Regions from separate parts of the Capra hircus genome. Here region 1 is linked to region 2. The links are chromatin contacts, called in public Hi-C maps. All regions are on one chromosome and are shown on one strand. The core of a region is the stretch at or near the end of the contact, and the rest is flanking DNA. Distances in the headings are between cores, read along the strand shown. Region 1 overlaps FHAD1 (forkhead-associated domain-containing protein 1). Region 2 holds the start of LOC102174414 (chymotrypsin-like elastase family member 2A).

Region 1 (4,673 bases), core at 789-3,288, 120 kb after region 2:
CTGCAATGCAGGAGACCCAGGTTCTATTCCTGGGTGGGGAAGATCCATTGGAGAAGGAATAGGCTACCCACTCCAGTATTCTTGGGTTTCCCTTATGGCTCAGCTGGTAAAGAATTCCCCCCCTCTCCCCACAATGTGGGAGACCTAGGTTCAGTCCCTGGGTTGGGAAGATCCCCTGGAGAAGGGAAAGGCTACCAACTTCAGCATGCTGGCCTGGAAAATTCCATGGACTGTATAGTCCATGGGGTCACAAAGAGTTGGACACGACTAAGCAACTTTCACTTTTCTTTCCAATGTAAACCATGGGCTTTGGGTGATTACGATGTGTCCATGTAGGTTCATCAGCTGCAACAGTTGTACCTCTCTGGTGCTGATGTTGATAACTGGGGGGCTGTGCATGAGTGGCAATGGAGGGTACCTCGGAAATCTCCATATCATCCTTTCAATTTTGCTGTGAAGCCAAAACTGCTCTAAAAACAGTGTCTTTTTATATATATGTGGTAACTTCTAAGAGAGAAGATTTGGCATAATTTTGCTTCTTCCTATTGCCTCTGTCACATCTCATTTTTCTCCAGCAGTCATGTCTCACTTGTGTATACTCTTTTCCTGGAACATCACTTCTCAAGTGGTGAAGCGGAGTTAAGTCTGGAGAAGGGAACGCTTGGCCGCACACCCAACAAGAAGCCTCCCTCAACAGATGTCCCATCGCGATCAGATTTGACGCGACATTTCAGTCATGCAACTACAGGAGAAGAGGGCTGCCATTACCTTTGTTGGTGCTGGAGAACTGGATGCCCACGTCTTGCAGAAGGTGCTCTGTCTCCTCCAGCCAGGACAGTGACAGGCGCAGGATGTCCAGTGACACCTTCTGGAGCCCTGAGACAGGTGGGCTCACCTGCAGGTGCTGCAGGAAGCTGACCTCCTTCCTCAGGTCGTTGCTGCAGCATGATGTCTTCATGCAAGCCTGGAAACAGATGAGGTCGTGAGGAGCCAGGGCACCGTTGCCAGAAATAGCACCCGGCCACCATGACCTGCAGAGAGTGGTGTTCTTGACGTGTTCTTGAAGCAGGAAGTGCCCTGGGATGGCCCACTTCTAGTTGCTTTTTAGGGGGTGAGTGGGACGAGGGGGCAGCTTTTATTTCATGTGTACTTTAGTTGGGACTTCCGATGGTCAAATAGACCCCATGTTTACAGACTTAGAGAATGAATTTATGGTTGCTGGGGGGACAGCAACCCCTTATGGAGGGAAGGGATAGTTAGGGAGTTGGGGATGCTATGTACACACTGCTATATTTAAAATGGATAGCCAACAAGCATCTACTGTACAGCACATGGAACTCTCTCAAAGTTATGTGGCAGCCTGGATGGGAGGGGAGTTTGGGGGAGAATGGATGCATGTATATGGATGGCTGAGTCCCTTCGGTGTTCACCTGAAACTACCACAACATGGTGTGTTAATCAGCTATGAAAGTGAAAGTTGCTCAGCTGTGTCCGACTCTTTGCGACCCCATGGACTATACAGTCCACGGAATTCTCCAGGCCAGAATACTGGAGTGGGAAGCCTTTCCCTTCTCCAGTGGATTATCCCAACCCAGGGATCGAACCCAGGTCTCCCGCATTCCAGGCAGATTCTTTATGAGCTAAGCCACAAGGGAAGCCCAAGATATAATCAGCTATACCCCAATATAAAATAAAAGCCAAAACAAGGGATTTCCGTGGTGGTCCAGTGGTGAAAACTCCGTGTTTCCAATACTAGATCCCACGTGCCACAACTAAAAAATCTCATATGCAGCAATGAAGATTGAAGGTCCCACATGCTGCAAATAATATCTGGTGCAGCCAATAAACAAAATTAAAGAAAAAAAAAACAGAGAAAGGAAGAGATCCCGTGTTTAGGCACAGGCAATTCCAAAGCCAAATTGCTAAGGACGATTTGGCTGAAATGAGAACCAAAGTTGGCTACAAAATTCCTGCTAAGATCAACACATAAGCTGGTCAGAAAGTCCGATTTCCTGGCTTGAAAAAGTGCTGACAAGCCAACATTCACAGACTCCCCAAATAGCAGCTGCTTATTTCCAGAGAAAGCAGAAGCAGCTGCCTGCTCTGATAAAGCTGGTTTTCCGGGTGGGGGCTGGGAGGTGGGGGGCGGGGGTCGGTCAGAACCAGTCTTGTCTCCTCCAGAGTCAAAGGCGACTAGGGTAGGAGCAGCCTTTCCATTGCTGGGACAAAAAAGAAAAACGCAAATAAAGAGCAGGATGTTTTCTTGGTTTCTCTGGAAATAACCCAGGGCTATTTTGAGAGCAAGAGGAGAAGGAGGTGACAGAGGATTAGATGGTTGGATGGCATCACTGACTTAACGGACATGAATTTGAACAAACTTCAGGAGACGGTGAAGGACAGCGAAGTCTGGCGTGCTGCAGTCCACTGGGTCTCAAAGAGCCAGACACGACTGAGTGACTGAACAACAACATTTCTTCCCCTGAGGTCCAGGGGCCTCCCGAAGGGGAGTGTCAGGCAGCTTTTTCTTGGCCACACCAATTTCACCTGGGAGGCAGTTTTTGAGGTCCTTTGTTTTCTACCTCAAACAAATTTCTCCAGCAAGAGAGAAGGTGGGCAGAAAAGCAGAACCGGACGATTTCCTGAACAAGGACCACAACGTGAGCCATGGGGGGCACGGGTGAGAAGTGGAGGAGGGCACCTGGCAACTGTCTAAGGCCTTCTTCAGCTTCTCAACGCTGTCTGCGACCTCCTCCTGTCTGCAGAGGCCGAGCTGGGTCTCCTTCTGCAGGGTCCACTTTTTCTGCTGAAAGTTGATGTTGTCCTCAGTGACCTGGGTGATCTTCTCTATTAACTAATGGGAAAAAGACACACACACAAAAAGATTGACATTGCAGGGTGGCTCTGGCGGGAGGGGCTCTGGGTTGGGGGAGGGCATGGGCTTGAGCTCCCATCTCTGCAGGGTTAGGGAGGGAGGTCCTGGCATGTTTGGGTGATGGCTCTGGAGGGAATGTCAGCTCTGTCACCAGGGCTTGTTTCCCAGGATCAGAGATGATTTTTAAGAGCCAAAGGCTTGTCATGTGGCCCTGTGTGTGTTCTAGATTCTTCAGAACTCTGGGAGTGATTCATCATGCTGAGCCTGATGCTGTGGTGCCCGAAAGAGAAGGCTAGGCTATCCGAGAGCAGTCCATGGTGTGAATTTTTCACCCGCGTGCCGACACAGGGTTGGAGGGGACAAACGGAAGAATAACAAGTCAGTCCTTACAGCCAAAGGCACATCCTTGCTGCCGGCTGCCCTCTTCAGGAGAAGCGAGCCAGGATGCCTGCTCTACAGCGAGGCTCTTTCCTCGTGGGACTAACGGAGCTGGACCATGCAGGCCTGGAGACCAGACATAGGCCTGGGTGGTTCCATTTGATTTTCACAGAAACCCTTCAAGGGAGTTTAACTGGCTTTTACTCTAAAAGCCAGGAAATCCCAGAATATCAAAACAAATCTTCATGGTGTAGCAACAGTGTGAAAAATATGCGCCACCAACAAAAAACAGAAACATATGTTCCCAGTGTCTGGAGTCCCGGGTCCCCGAGGAAGAAAGTGGGGAAGAGAGACGAACCTGCTGATCGGAGACGGGCTTGTCCTGGAACGGCTTCGCTCGTCCGTAGGTGGCCTTGATGACCTGACTTCTGAAATGCTCCAGCTGCAGCACAAAGAAAGGGAAGATGATGGAATGAGTGGTGCAGCTGCAGCCGCAAGGCTTGAGGAGGCACTTCCACTGCTGGGTCTGGGAGAAATCGGTTAGAAGGCTCTGCACACCATGAATGGTCACTATGGTTGGGGCTTCCCAGGTGGTCCTAGTGGTAAAGAATCCGCCTGCCAATGCAGGAGCCACAAGAGATGTGGGTACGACTCCTGGGTTGGGAAGATCCCTTGGAGTAGGAAATGGCAACCCAAACTAGTATTCTTGCCTGAAAAATTGCACGAATGGGGGAGCCCTCAGGCTATACTCCATGGGGTTGCAAAGAGTTGGTCACGACCAAGTGACTAAGCACGCACGCAAACGGATTATTAACACCTTCACCTCTCACCGGAAGGGGCAATGCCCACACAAGAGAGGGGGACGGTAGGTTTTAATGACTTTTCAGGCACGCCCGCCTAACCCAGCCGATGCACGTGGGCAGCTCACATACGTCTCAGGCCCTCAGAAGAGCCACTCACTGCCAATTATCCAGTGGGAAGTCTGGGGCTGGGAGTGCTCTTCCATAATTGGTACGCTGGCACCAGGCTGTGAGATAAATATTGAGACTGTCAGCCTGAGTAAACTGTGTAATCAGCCAGGGTGCCCGGGGAGAGAAGGAGGAGCAGCCTGCTGCCATTTTGTGCCTTAGGCCTCGTGTCCTGAAGATGATGCCTGCTGTATTCCCCTCAGGGTCCCCAGAGCCTGGCACCCAGCAGGCACTCAATAAGTGTTCATCAAATGCTTGTAACAGAAACAACTGACTTGGCAGGTGTTCAAAGTCCTCGCCTTCAGTTCGGCCAGCTTTTATTGACTGTCTCCCTGGTTCTGGTGTCTTCAGATTACGGTTGATGAAAGAATACAGTTACATTAGAATCAGGGCTTCTAGAATGACAAGTTCAAGGTGTCCCAGGTTCATGAGAGGCCTGAGAGGCAAACAAGCCC
Region 2 (4,706 bases), core at 588-3,087:
CATCTTATAGAAAAATCTGAATGAATTCTATGGCCAATCCAATACATAAATTGTGAATTGTCTGTCGCTCTCTAAGACTGAAGCTCTCCTAATTGAAGGGAGGATGAATGCATGTTGCATTCCCTCCATGAAACCTACTGATGGCTGCATGGGCACTCTGAGCACTCCCTTACATTGTAAACTCACCCCACTCAACCTTTCTGCGCCCAAACCTGTGTATGCCAGTTGTACTCATATTGTAATCATGTGTATTAATTAAATATGTAACCAATGAAATATGAGTTCTAAAAGATAGCTGTGGTTTACATGGAAACTAAGGTAAGTGCTTGGAAGAGACCACATAACTATGACTTTTAAAAAATTGCTGTGAATTAAGCATAGATGAAAAAACTGAAAAATTGAGAAAAAAAGGTCATCACAATCTGGAAGGGCTGTCAGATTGCTTCTTGAGTATCTCATAGTCAGTTACTCTACTTTAAAGAAATGGAATTACAGATGATACATTGTGGGGATGATTTATACAAGATAGATTGGTGACTAAATGCATATTTATAAGTTTTCAATTAAATAAGTATTTAAAGGATATGTGTGATTTCTAATAATTTATCTATAACCAATCTTTCAATTTGTTGTTTAGTCGCTAAGTCGTGTCTGACTCTTTGCATCCCCATGGACTGTAACCCCACCAGGCTCCTCTGTCCATGGGATTTCCCAGGCAAGAATACTGAAGTGGGTTGCCATTTCTTTCTCTGGGGCATCTTCTTGACCCAGGGATCGAACCTAGGTCTCCTGCATTGGCAGGCGGGTTCTTTACCACTGAGCCTATTACTCAATCCCAATCATGTCAGATAAGAGAGATTTTACTATATTTATTAATGTCAGTGTACGCTTCACATATTTCTTTCATGAGTCCTACCACTAACAGGTCCTAGTAATTTGTGCCTGTGCCCCACCCAGCATTTTTAGTCACCTTATTGTTAGAATTATTTCAAGGTAAGGAGGCATTTACTTTATTGGTAACATTGATTTGCCTGTAGTCAAGAATTAATTTGCATAAAATAGCACTGATTGGTTCCTGAAAGCAAGGAATATTTGCATAGAGAGTGATGAATGGATCTTCAGATAACAGTATATTTGTAAGCAAGCATCTGATTGGTTAACAGAAAGAATGTATTTGTGAATTTGTGTGGATGGGTTGTGGGCTAGGGCAGATCTTTATCCTCGTTAGAGAAGGCCCCTCTCCTTCCACCCCCAAGGTTGACCAAGGGCACAGAAATGTATTTTTTATTGTTGAATTCCCCCATCCTGCCCGTTGAGTCCCCACCAATCCTCGTTTTTGCCAGTGCAATAGACCCTGTGGTGGAGGGTAAAGGGCTGATGTTATGTATGTAAGGACAAGGAGGCAAGAAGTAGAGTATGGGGGACTCACCTGCCAGGGCCAGCTGTTGGGCCTTGCATCTTCACCTCCAACCACTCTGGACAGTTGCGGTGGGTAAGTGGGGACCCCGCAGCTGAGAGCTGTAGAAAGAGAAAGGGTTGTAAACCCAGGGAGCAGTGACCCAAACAATCTACCCCACACTTCCTGAATTCCCAACCCCCAAATAGAGTTTCCCTGTTCTAGAAGGATCCTTACAGGTTGTAGAGTCCTACCCTTTGTTGCTCTTTTCTGAAATTTCACTCCAGCTTTCCTACAACCACAGGACTGAGCCCAGCGGGTGCAGGGAGGTCCCATCCTCAGTTCTACCAGGAGGCTGGAAAAGTGCCTCTGGGTGACAGGGCTTACCTCCAGCCACCAGCGTAGACAGCAGTAAGGCCCTGATCATGGTGTGTCCGTAAGGAGTCCTATATGTGTGGCCCTGGCTAAGGCCCTGGTTTTATGAGTGGGCTTATCGGACAGAGATATACTAGGAAAATTCAAGATGGGGATTTTCTCAAAGCCCAATGGAAAAATGGCCCATGGCCAATATTCTTTTTCCATTTTCCCTAATTGACACCCTGGAAATACTTGGAAAAAGATGCCAAACAGGGATGTTGAAATATGGGTTCTATCCACTTTCAACAGATTATATGTTATGAGAAGAAGAAAAATATTGGCCCTTGGAGTTGTGTTTTCATATAAAACATTAGGTTGCATGCTGAACAAACAGTTCTAGGCCAGTGATCCTCAGTAGTGCTGGTATTATCCACCAAGGGGACATTTGGCAACGTCCAGAGACATTTTTGGTTATTATGGCAGGGGATGGGGTACTGTTGGCATCTACTGGGTAGAGTCTAGAGATGTTGCTAAATACCCCACAAAGGCACAGGGGCCTGTAACAACGAGGAACGATTCCCCCTTAATTGTCAGTGGCACCGAGGTTGAGGAAGCCTGTTCTAGGCCATACCTCAGCTTGCTGGGTGGCCTAGGATAAGCCACAGAAGTCTCAAGGCCTGGAGCCTGCCCATCTATGAAACAAGGGGAGAAATGTGTGCCCAGTCTGTTTTGCAATGATATGGTGAGGATTTGAAAAATGTGCTTACCTGAACAGGTGGGGTTTGGCAGCCCCAGAATGGGCAGCTGTGGAGGGCTTTATTGGGATGGCTCAAGAGTATTTATCATCCCCTCCTAGGACCACAGCAGTTTGTACTTCTCTAGTAACTTCCAAATGAGGTCAAAGCAGGAACTTCTTAGAAAAGGAGGCGGACACTGACCCAACATACATGTCAGATGCACTCACGTGTCTTACCTAACCTCAGTCTTATGAAATCTAGCAAAAGGTCCCATATTTCAAATGAAGAAGCTGAGTTTCAGAGAAGTAAAGTGAACTTGCTCAAGATTACACAGCTTTTAAAGTGGCACAAGGGGGCTTCCAACATAGGCTGGTCTGATTTCCAAGCTCCTTTACTTGAGGATGCTGAAGGTGGCATTTCAAATGTCCTCCCAGTGCTGCAATAAGCCCCTTGTGTTTGGTGGGTAGCAGGGTGCATGGGTGGGAAAAAGGAGCGAGGGTTTCCTGATGGACGTTCTTATTCTTCCTTAAAACTTCATTCTCCTTGCTTATGGTCAGAGCACAGTTCCAGGAAAGCCAGGCTCTGGTGAGACAGACCTGCCCTGTGACCACAGATTCTACCTTTTGCTCAGCCAGAAAGGCAGAGCAGAGAGTGGACTTGAACTGTTAAGACTTGAGTTCAAGTCCTCATTGAGTCAGAACTGAGTGTTACAGCTTGGACAGACAAGTCACTGGGCCTGAGTTTCCTAAATAACAATCCAGGCCTGGATTACAGGATTGTCATATGGGTGGGAAAAATTCGTAATTGGCCGAGAATCATGAGGAGGGTGAGGGAGCCTGGGGTGTAGAATCCCATTGCGCTAGATGCCAGAATACCTGGGTTCTAGTCCCAACTCCACCCCTAACTTCTTCAACAGTTTGGGCTCTTGTTTGTAGTTGAGCAGTCACTACAACAACAAACTATTTCTGAAGTTGCCTATTTTATCTTGAATTAATGTGAATATGCCATTCTGTTCCCTGTATCTGTGTTTATTTTACTATAAAAATAAGATTTTCCTGTAGGAGGTCACTGAACAAATACCGGTTTGGCACATGCCATGGGCTTGCTGTGTGACCTTGGGCAAGTCACACAGGTCCTTTGGCCTGGGGCTGTTTATGAATGAAACACAGAGAAGGACATATGCCCAGCCTATTTCATCACATTTCTGGGAGGGTTTGGAAGTGACAAAAATCTTCATCTAATAGGCTGAAGCCAAAGAGTCATTCACTGGGACACAAGGTGGAAAAGCCCAGGAGCAGGGCTGGTTTCAGGCACGGCTGGATTCAGGGCTCTGGGGATGTCCCCAGCACTCAGTTTATCTCTGTCTTTTGTCTCTGCTTTTCACTGTGAGAGTCCACTCTCAGGCTCCATTACATGGCCTGTAGGAGCTCCAGGTTGTCCTATGGGGACAAGAAGGTTACAGAATCTCTTGTCCAGGGTTTCTCAACTGTGGCGCTATTGACAATTTGGATGATGGTTCTTTACTATGAGACCCAGAATCCTGTGAACTACAATCCTGTGCCTTGAAGGCTATTTAGCAGCAGTCCTGGTTCCCACCCGCTAGATGCCAGTAGTCTCTTCCCTCCTCCTCCAAGTTGTGACAACCAGAAGTGTCTGTGCTCATTGTAGAATGTATTGGAGAGAGCAAAACCATCCCCTCCATTTTGCTGCTGTAGCCTCACATCGCTCATCTTCAAACCCATCAGGGAATGAGCGAGAGCTTCCTGGTAGTTCCCACAGAAGTCCTGTAACTCTCTCTGATTGGACCTGCCTCAGGTCACATGACCATCCCTGAACCAATGGTTGTGGTGGGAGAGGGGATGCATGTGTGGATTGGCCAGGTTTAGGACCTGGAGGACAAGTCCTACCCCTGGATCTGGGCACCAGGCTCCAGATGGAGGTGCGGGGGAGGGACAGCACCAAAACAATAATCCAGGTTTCTGGAGAGGGAATAGAGGCTGGGAGAACAGATGAGTTTTATAGCCCACTTCCTCCCACTGGGGCTCAGTCCCCATTTATATGTTGATGGACAACCAGGCAATCTGTGAAGTTCTAAACTGGGCTGTGTCCTTGAGGTCTCAGTGGGGCCATGGAGATGCAGACATGAAATTTCATGAGATTTATGACTCATTTATAAGGGTTCCTCTGAGAAATCCAGTGCTCAGGGGTTAGAGACT

The links. A called contact is a pair of places that touch in the nucleus more often than the background predicts.
Region 1: a contact with region 2 is called in a Hi-C map of blood, with 5 times the contacts expected there. The contact joins the enhancer-like site here to the promoter of LOC102174414 in region 2. A contact is called at or near these places in 2 of 5 Hi-C or Micro-C datasets (blood and liver).

Annotation. Positions count from the first base shown.
Region 1 is chr16:50,643,618-50,648,290 of ARS1.2, forward strand. FHAD1 (forkhead-associated domain-containing protein 1) reads right to left here. Exons shown (of 32, transcript XM_018060595.1): 12 at 3,609-3,692; 13 at 2,699-2,851; 14 at 769-964. Among named protein-coding and RNA genes, the nearest start is that of EFHD2, 81 kb to the left of the region's middle. Within about 2 kb of position 2,039, at least 1 of the 5 cell types and tissues checked has an H3K27ac peak or open chromatin away from gene starts, as enhancers often do.
Region 2 is chr16:50,528,001-50,532,706 of ARS1.2, forward strand. LOC102174414 (chymotrypsin-like elastase family member 2A) reads right to left here and starts at 1,838. Exons shown (of 8, transcript XM_018060593.1): 1 at 1,784-1,838; 2 at 1,430-1,518. The coding sequence starts at 1,823.